2 separate regions of the Zea mays genome follow, and region 1 is linked to region 2. The links are chromatin contacts, called in public Hi-C maps. All regions are on one chromosome and are shown on one strand. Each heading gives the region's core, a stretch centred on a gene start, on an enhancer-like site or on the middle of the called end of the contact. The rest is flanking DNA. Distances are from core to core; before and after follow the strand shown. Region 1 holds the start of LOC100279364. Region 2 holds the start of LOC100383184.

What was found. Hi-C and Micro-C count contacts between places; a contact is called where the count stands out from the background.
Region 1: a Hi-C map of ear shows a contact between it and region 2, with 4 times the contacts expected there. The contact joins the promoter of LOC100279364 here to the promoter of LOC100383184 in region 2. A contact is called at or near these places in 3 of 25 Hi-C or Micro-C datasets (ear and leaf).

The regions. Positions count from the first base shown.
Region 1 is chr7:47,438,476-47,443,523 of Zm-B73-REFERENCE-NAM-5.0, forward strand. It overlaps LOC100279364, which reads left to right and starts at 1,524. Exons shown (of 11, transcript NM_001326395.1): 1 at 1,524-1,653; 2 at 1,741-1,874; 3 at 2,000-2,183; 4 at 2,275-2,351; 5 at 2,663-2,712; 6 at 3,596-3,660; 7 at 3,860-3,911; 8 at 3,981-4,051; 9 at 4,151-4,217. The coding sequence starts at 1,745.
Region 2 is chr7:47,001,228-47,006,388 of Zm-B73-REFERENCE-NAM-5.0, forward strand. LOC100383184 reads left to right here and starts at 3,528. Exons shown (of 9, transcript NM_001353407.1): 1 at 3,528-3,673; 2 at 4,735-4,848; 3 at 4,943-5,161. The coding sequence starts at 3,629. It overlaps LOC118472922 (a long non-coding RNA gene), which reads left to right. Exons shown (of 2, transcript XR_004851396.1): 2 at 1-272. It also overlaps the pseudogene LOC103633855.

The sequences.
Region 1 (5,048 bases), core at 274-2,773, 440 kb after region 2:
ATGTTGAGCCCTTCTGCCAGAACCACTCGCCTCCCCTTTCTCCTGTTTACCTCTGGGATGTGGAATTTCCCCTTGCAAATTCAAATTATCCCCTTCTCCCTCCAAACCATTGATAGAATATTCTAACTCCCTTCCCATCTCCCTCCAAACCATCGATAGAATATTCTAACTCCCTTCCCATCTCCAACCTCATCTAAGCCACAACCCTACCAATTTCCTCCGTCTTACGAAACAACTCGGTTCTCTCCACCGTCACGTGCTTATCCACCAACGTTGCCAACTCCACTTGTGTCATCAGTTGATGGTGCGCCTTTTCCACCGCCACCAACCTGTTGGTGATCACATCCAGAGATGCAAACACCCAACTCCAGTTGTTCTGATTGGTGCGGTCCTTCTCTGCTATCGCTTCAAGCAGGAAGGGAGTCTACACCGAGGGTCGAGCTTGTGGAGCCGTCACGCCCCCTCCACGAGACCAACGACGTACTCCCTTCGTTCAAAAATCCTCATCATCTAAGCAAATAAAAATTTCCAAGAGTCTATGTCGTTTAAGGTAGGGACCACAGTTTCACCTCATCCTCAGGCGCCCACAGTTCCTCGTACGTGTTATCCCGTTGATTCAAACACCTCTATGTTCCCTCCCATTTAGTCTCGTAAATTACATTGCGCGGGTGATGTATGGCTCCTTAACAGAGATTTTTCACGGCATCACAAATGCTTGCATCGTGGAAATAAAACGGTGCCAGGTAATTGGAATTTACTGCGATGATTAAATGCAAACCATGTGAACGGAGAGGCCTCCTTGGTCTTAGTGCGGAAGGCTTAAACGATGAAGACTTTTGGATGGAGGGAGTAGTTTGAAGGCTTTGATACCACTTGTCACTGTTCAAGGCAGCGGGAGCCGGGAGCACTCGTCTCCCTGACGTGAGCCAGTGACGGGAAGAACTCTCGTTAGTTCGAGCCAAGCGTAGGATCCCAGGTAAGATTCAGATAAGTATTTGGTGGTTGTGATTCCTGTTATTCATTTCATATCCTTCTCCCAATACAAAGTTGAGTATTTATACTAGTTACAATGAGACCCATAACTCCCTACTAAACCCCTTCTCAACTCCTTAATACGGACTACAAACCACATAGTACTTACATCTTCATCCTAGCCAAGATTTGATTGCCCCTAATCAAGCACCTATGGAAATCTTTTCTTCAAAACTTCAAAATCCCCCCACGTCAAAGCATCCTCTGGTAGATTCCACCATGCCACTTTCATTATGTCGACCTTATGAGTGTCAAATCTGCAAAGTCCATATTAAGAGTGTCAAACACGCGAAGGCTCATCTTTTGAAGAGTCAAAAATCCAAATTCCTCAATACGGACTACAACTCACACAGTACTTACAAGCGCGTAGGCTGAAAGGACACGAAAGAATCGATTAAGTACAGGCTGTACAGCCACAGCCCTTTTACAGTTTACACCCACAAAGTGAAAAACATCCGGTGCGAATGCTGTTTGAAAACCTAGGTTTTTCTCGCGGTTAAGCCGTTAAGCTCGTGCTTGCTCACTGCTGATCCCTCGACTGTGTCTTTTCGCTTTGGAGCTCGAGGAAGCTTGCCTTGCCATCCGCCACAGCAGGCTCATCCATCAGGATCTACTAATTTGGTTTCGAATTATGCCCCCATTTTCGTGTTTTGCCCAAAATACTCTTATTAGGGCATATATTCATTTGGTGATTTTTCACATACTCAGGTAAATGATGGCAGTCATCCTGCCTAGGACCGTCCGCAGGGCGGCGGAGGCAGCGTTGTCACTACACTCCGTACCGCCGCGCGCCGCCTGTCACTTTGCGCGGTCTTTGGGCGGCGTCTCTTCTGCTTGCAGCAGTAAGAACATTGACTTCAGTGCCACAAAACTTCCGTTTTTTTTAGAAAAAAACTAGTACTTTACTAGTTCTGAAATATTTGTGAGCTGTGACTTGCTGAATGATCAGATCCTGACACTGTTTCAGTGGAGTTCGTGTCGTGGCAAAATGGCGGGGGCATCCTGCACCGGGCGGCCTCCGTTGACCCCACTGCTGTGGTGGAGGCTGGAGCGGTTGTGCACTCTGGTGCCGTCCTCGGCAAAGAGGTCGTCGTTGGTTCTGGGGCTGTGGTTGGGCCTTCAGTTTCCATAGGTCAATCAACTAGGGTCGGGTATGATGATTCTTGAATTTAATTCGAGGACCTATATGTACTCTTGATTTAGGGATTTGCTGAGAATGAAGGTTGGTTTTAAAATGTTTAGGTACAATGTTGTCTTAAGCAATTGCTCAGTGGGTGAGTTCTGTATTATCCACAATGGATCCTCCATTGGTCAAGATGGTGAGCATATATACTCATTTACTGTTTATAAGTCATCCCTCATCCCATGCTTTGAAAAAAAGAAGATACAAGGTTGCTGGTATCTAGTAGTATGTGCTGAAATCTCTCTGTTTGATGTACAAGTTATACTTCAGAAAGTTGGACAGTTTCTTTTTTTCTAGTGAGCAGATTGCATTGCCTTTTGGCTACTCACATACCTTTTCTTTTGTAAAACACTTGTTGTTATGTGAAGATTACTTTGTGTACTCCTTTCAAATAATATAATTCATATAGTCTCATGATATGATGATATCAACATCTTCTGGTTGCAGGTTTTGGCTTTTTTGTGGATGAGGCTGGACAAGTTAAGAAGAAACCACAGGTTAATTGTCAGTTGGTCACCATTGTTTTTCTGTGGTATTTTTTGTTCCAAATTTAAAGCTAGTGAAATGATTTCTTTAGTTCAAAACTGAGGTACCTTATGGCCTGTGTTAGTGTAATATTCAGTATTATCTTATATAGGTAAGGAAAAGCTTAGTTTGACAGTTACCATACTTAATCCATTTTACTTACCTGAAGTCCAACAGCAAAAAGATCTTGAGATGATGCTTACCAGTCCCACCCTATGCTTAGTAATTAGCTGGATTATTTCTGTAGATGTTTATTTGAGAATGGTTAGTGGATGTGATTTGGATATCAATCCAAAAAGGAAGGTCCACTTACTATCTTGAATAATTCACCTTTTCTGCTGAACCCATATGAATGAAATTTAGGCTTGATTTACTCCAAACTATTTCATCGGTCCTGTGAATGAATGAGATTTTTTTTTATTTCTCCACCTACAAGTTGAATATGAAGATCAAAATTTGTGGAGGAATAGAGGACATTATGTTCTATATTAGAAAAAATCATCAAATAATAAAGATCTTAATGACTTCTCCTAACATAGGGCAGTAGGTTCGGCTGGCTGGCTTTAAGCCACAGCAGGCTATGGCTGGCTTCTTTAAAGCCTGGATGAACAGTGCTTGATGCTTACTTTTGCAGCAGCAGCCTGCCGAAGGGAGCCATCATGTCCTCTATAATCTCCGCCCCTCCGAAAAAAAGAAAAAGAGAACTTAAAGCTCAACTTGTACGTGAACAAACACAAAAAGGAAATTTCATTATGGGGTTTATTGGACCTACTGAAGTAGTTTGGGGAGTAAAGGGTTATATGTTGCAGTAAAATGGACTTCTCCATGTATAATGAAATATCTTGCTATTGTCAGATGCTGTGCGCAAGAATTGGAGACCATGTAGAAATAGGGGCAAATACATGCATTGACAGAGGCAGGTAACTTGTTAGCTTGACACTAGATAACTTTAGGTGCTCAAATGTACTGCTGATATTGAGAATATGTGAATGTAGTTCTTCTGTTGGCTAATCCATGACTTTCATCTAACAGAAGCTATAGGCTAACAGCTCTTTATATTTAATTTTATATTTCTCTGCAGTAGAATTTTGCTGAAACTTCAGCTTTTATTAACTGCAGCTGGAGAGAGACAACGGTCGGAAATCATACCAAGATTGATAATCTGGTCCAGGTATTATCCCGCCTACATTAATTGTTTGTTTTTTCTCCCTTTCCCATAAATTGACGCTTTCTCTTGCAGATAGGCCACAATGTGGTCATTGGGAAGTGCTGCATGATATGTGGGCAAGTAGGGATTGCTGGTTCTGCAACGTATGTATAGCTTCATTGGTTGCACCTTTCTTCTGCTTATGATTGTTGTATGATTCGTGTGGGCCATTTCTCAAGATTAATCCTGTTATGGGTATGCAGACTGGGGGACTATGTTACATTGGGTGGTAGAGTGGCAATTCGGGACCATGTCTCAGTCGCATCGAAGGTGCTGTGTTCACAGCTCTGGTTTTTTTTTTTTGCTTTGCCTTCTTTGTGCACCTTGTATCAAAGCTAGTTTGAATTCGGCGCAACATCGTTTTGCCTTGTCTAATGTCATATCGTGGTTACATTACTCTGAGCAGTGAGCACTCTTGAATCCTTTGAGCTCTGATTCAGTTGTGCTTACAGTGGTGCAAACTATTCTTTTCTCCATGCTGAGCAGCCGAGCCTAAGAAGTTTATATGCAACTTGTGTGTCTTCACACCTAGTGGTTTCAGCAAATAGAATGTATAGTCAAACAAAAGATGTTAACTGTTTATAATTATGGCAAGCACCTGCATACCTCCACCCCAACTCAGTGGCGGATGCACAGGGTATGCTGGGTATGCACCCGCATACCCTGCAAAATCAGTGAATATTTACATATTATATAATAGTATTGTTGTATGTAGAAACTAAAATGGAAAAAGAAAGAAAAATATATCTGGACTGGACGAGACGACGAGTGGACGCTAAGGCCCATCACCCATGACACAGCAGAGAGCACGCCGCTCCTTGGTCTGGCCCGTCGCGCGCAGGTCCGTACATAGCCCAATTAGTGAAACGTAATTAGCTTCTGCTTGCTACCCGCTGCAGATCCGTAGCCCACCGCGCGCGCCGGAAACTGAGAGTCTGAGAGCCGCCCTAGTGCCCTGCCGCCGCCACCCTTCAGTGAGTTCAGTCCTTCTCTAAATCAGATTATATCATCTTCAATATATATCAGATTATCAGATATACTCGTAGGTTCTTCGTCTACTGGTTCTCAAATTGGTATTGCTTTTACCGGTGGCAACTGCGA
Region 2 (5,161 bases), core at 2,278-4,777:
GTGATTGATCTTTTAAGTTATGAGGACAATTCGTGCCGATATGCCATCCCTGCAAACATACAACAAAGACTTGTCGATATCGCTAAAAAGGATTAGCTGATTAGTGAACAGTTGTCGACACATTTGTCTGTAACTAATTTGTGTGATATTGATAATGTTTTCCAATATATCAGTGCAAACTATGATATTGAATGAAATAGTTTTTATATGAATCTCTTTTGAAGCCATTGAGATTCCCAACACTTAACTAGCTTCTTGAAGGATTCTTGTTTTCTTATTTAGTTTCAGTTAGTTCTTTATAGTATTGTATGTTTATTTAGGATAACATTGGGGTATTCGTTGATCAAAATGGTAAACTTATTCAAGACGGCAGAATTATTTGGTTAGACACACCAGCTTCTGTTGTTATACATAAACCATATGCTGTGGCCCGCCTGCCACGACATGTTGAGGTGAGGGATTACTATTAGTTACTGTGTACCACTGCTTGTTTATTTCAATGCACAAGATATCAACCATTTGAACCCTACTTTGGACAGTTTTAAAAACAATGGCCAAAATTTTCAGATTCAGCTCCAGTTGAGAAAATAATGTGGTGCACACTATATTAAGGGCACCATGCTTACCATGGTACTGTTGGGTATCATATATTAATCACTGTGTCTGATCACTTCACAGGTAAGCGTCTCCGTGGATGGAGCCTGAAGTATATTCAGTTACTTCAGACATGTTGTGAGCAGTGTGAGTACAAATCAACACACTGTGGTTCCTTGTCTGGATTACTCAAGAACATTTCTAAGTGACGAACAATACCAACATAGTTTACTACAGCCATTGAATAAAAGTAAGTTCCGATACATTTAGGAATTCTACTACAGTTTGTTTCTGTTTCTACATTTTCTCACTGGAATTTTAAAACTGAGTTTGATTCTTGTGCTAAGGTTTCTAACCCTTAGTTTTATGCAAATAACGTCACAATAGATTATGGTGAATTTGAGTTGTCTATTCTGGTAAAAGGGTGTCATATTTTATCTCGATCCTGAGAGCACCCATTTTTTATCACTGCTTGTGTATGGTTTACACTTAGTATACTAAGGTCAGAACTATGAACTATTTCAATCCAAGTATAATTCATTAATATTTATTCTATGATACTTCCACAACACTGTTTGTGTGGATATCCCTGAGCCCTGAAAACCAAAGCTTATTGGTTTATATGGGCAAATGGTAACACTGAAAGCTAAGCTAGCTTGATGGAGAATTTGACACTTCCTTTGCTGAGATCCTATCTGGCATTTCTTCTAGATGGTCAGATTTTGCAAGCAGAATCATGTGCTACCTGTTATTAGATAACTGCATTGTTAAGTTGACCATATACTGCCATGTGCAGCCAAGGATAGCAGTAGCTGAGCAAATCCCACTTGCTCTTCTCTATGCATGGATGAGAAGAGTTTCGGGAAACATGTTTTCTCTCTGTGAGATCCAAATGTGGATGACTTCTTTTTGCTATACATAAAGTTCTGAAGTTTGGTGATGCTTTATTATAAGCACCGATTTTCTGATTCATATAGAGGTTGAATTTGAAATACAGTTGACAGAGAATTGCTTTTACAGGTTTCTTTTAGGTTAGTTTAGTACTTTATGGGGCTCACGGCAATCTCTCTTACGGATCCAAAATTCTGAAGCTTGTTTGTTACTATAACAATGTTGATGACATAAAGATACTGTTAAGTTTATATTGGAATTTGTTGTACAAGTCTGAAGCTGTTGATTGTGTTTGAAGCAGAGTCAATGGCATTTCGGTTTATATAGAGAATTACAGTTCCTTGTTTTTTGGTAGAACTGGAACCTGTTTCAGTTCTGTTCCTAATGCTTACACATGGGTTTGTGGTACAAGTATAGTATTAGTATTACAGAGCTCATTGTTTTGGAATCTTGATTGCTTTGGAATCAGAATCGTTTATGTTTAGCTCATATTAGTATTAGTATTACAGCTCATTGTGTTTATATAGGAGTTTTAATCTGTTCTATTTCTGTTCCTAAGTGTCTTCCGACTTTTCTTTTTGGCAGCGCGCTAGGCTCCTCCTCCAGCTCCTGGTCGTGATGGTGGTGGTTGCTCCATTCTTGGAGGAATTGGGTCCACCATTGCTCAAGGTAGTTTTCTAAGCTTGTTCTTTTTTGAATTACTTCAGCAACAAACATTATCATAATCCTTGAATTGATTTGAATGAACACATTGTTTTAGGTATGGAATTTGGTACGGGTAGTGCCATGGCACACAGGGTTGTTAATGGTGTAATGCGTCCCTAGACTGTTCAGCATGAGATTGTTGTCTCAGAAGCTGCTGCCCCTGCTGCTCCAGTGATGGACGGTGATGCTTGCAACATCCATTCTAATGCTTTCCAAGATGTATGGCAAGCTTTATGCTGCCTTGTTTTTCCTCAATTTGATGCATGAAACATTTGGTTACTCACTTCTATGATGTAGTAGTGAAGTTTTATTGTGTCTTTTTTTCCTTTACTGAACCTGCAAATTACCTAATCATCAAACCTAGGCCCATCAATCAAGTTTTAATATTATGGGCACCGTACTGTTGGCTTTGTTGAGGTCATGTTAAGAATTGTTAACCTGCATTTTGTATACTCATTCGATGATGTGTGCTCACCGTTTTTATTGGTTGATGCAGTGTCTCAACGACTATGGCAGTGAGATCAGCAAGTGCCAGTTCTACCTTGACATGTTGAACGAGTGCCGCCGTGGTGGTGTCTGCCTGAGCTTTTCCTCCAATTGGGATTATTCATGGCAGTGAGATTAGCTTTATTTATTTATATTAATACCTTATATTGTTTTTTATTTGGGGATGAAGTGAGCAGGAGTTTTGTAATGTGGGTGATGATGCTTGTCTTATTCTGTGGGATGCTCGAACTGGCATTGCCCCACCTGTTAAGGTGATAGTTCTCTTGTTCTATATCTAATTGGATAAACTATGTTTTGACCAAAATTGAGTCCATGAATGCAATATGACTTCTTTTGTAATAATATAACTTCACTCAAAGAGGTGATGGGCTGTTGGTTTTTAATGAGACCATTGCAATCACATGGAGCTATTTATTTTGTCAAATTGACCTGAGATACTTTACTTGTGTTGATTGGAATCCCCTTGATTTTAACTATATCTTAATTAAGTATGATGGTATTAAGGTTCAATTCGACATAATTGTTGAAACAAATTCGATCTCTATCAGTTCCTTATACGTTCAAGTAATGAATCTTTCAATTGATTAAAATAACAAAAATTATGTATGGTTAAGATCACAAATGGATTACAAAACATTTTCTCATAACGCTATAACACACATTTATACATAAGTTATCGTGTTATTAAATGTTTCCGTTGCAACGCACGAGCATTCACCTAGTAATAATAATAATAATAATAATTAATGCTGCTTCTGAACTACCGCAGCTAGCGGGTACCAACCCGGCGGCGCTGGAAAGGAAAGCCTGCCGTCCTGTCCTCTGTCTCCTTTTGCTGCCGCCTGCCGGCCTGGAGGAAGGGAGGGAGGGAGGTGTTCATCTGCGCGGCGGCTTCGGTGTCTGGAGGGGCTCCGAGGGGAGGCGGGGAGCCATGGCGCGGAAGCACGGCTGGCAGCTCCCAGCCCACACCCTGCAGGTGCACTCACTGATGCTTCCTCTTCGCCCCACCTCTTCTCCAGTTTCTGGATCGCTGCTCTGCTTCGGTGTAATCAGCGCAGACATGTTTAGTAACTGGCAGAATCCGCTGTAGAATTCCGTCCCCGCGCCGTCGTGGCGCGAGAAATTCGAAGTCCTCCGTGCTTATTTTGAAGATCTGCTGAGAGGCCTCGGGCTAGTAGTTGGGCTTTTTTGAATCTATTTTTCAATGTGGCTCCTTAGTCGAAAGAAATGACTGATGTAAATACTTCGCGAATTGGGTTGGTATGCGATTCTTGCAGTGTGGCGGCGATTCGTGCAAATTGTACTAAAACTGTCGTGATGTCGGGATTTTCAATTCTATGGTAGCTCACCACTGCCCACTGGGACTATTTTCTTTCTCTATCTAACAACAGAACATGATCATATGTCTTGATGCACAATGGCTTTTCATCTGCTAACTTGTCCATGAAACGCACACAGAAAATGTAACCTCTTCTCTAACTTCACCACTACTCCACTAGGCAGCTCCACTGGTACTATAGATTAACACCGAGAATAGTGTGAAATGCCCTTGCACAATTATAAATTTAACGATGAACAGACAACAGAGTATGACTTCTAATTCAAAGAAATGACTGTTGTTCATGTGACAAATGTTATATTTGTTTACAGTTTTCTTGTATCTTCTGCCTGTACATAAAATCATCTGGGCTTCATGCTCTCCATGGGAAGTTTACTATGAAGTTAAATTTGTGTGATTCTAATTTACCTGTGATTTCCCCAGACCCCACTCATGTTGGAGCCTCTGGCATTGGGTCTGCCCTTTTTTTATGATGTTCTCTACATAGTGCCTAGATGATCAGATATGCATACTTACTTTTAATTCCTTGTTATCTGTGGAATTGAAAATTACACCCATGTGTGATAGATGTTGTGTTTTTTTGCAACGTACTTTTCTGGTTCATAGTCCATACTCTGGCTTAAATAGCTCCAAACTAGTTGAAATGAAACATTTGATTTGGAAAGATTGGCAACTAACTCATCATCTCATTTTGACAGATCGTTGCAATTACAGTTTTCTTCCTTCTGCTGGTTGCGTTTTATGTCTTCTTTGCTCCGTTTTTGGGAAAGCAAGTACTCGAGTATATTGCCATTGGCGTTTATACTCCTGTGGTAAGTTCCCTCACATTAAAATTTTCTCCAATTTCCATCTTATTAAAAAAAATCTGCTAACATGAGTTGTTTCTCCTCCCTACATTACATTCAGGCACTTGCAGTTTTCATCCTTTATATTCGATGCACAAGTATAAACCCTGCGGATCCTGGGATCATGTCAAAGTTTGAGGATGGCCTTATTAAGATACCAACCAATGGCTCTGGAATAGAAGGCATGAATTTGCCCCAGAAAGCAAACAATGCTACAGGAACAAACTCCCCAACGTCTACTTGCAGAAGTTCTTTAGATGGACATTCTAATCAAAGAGGT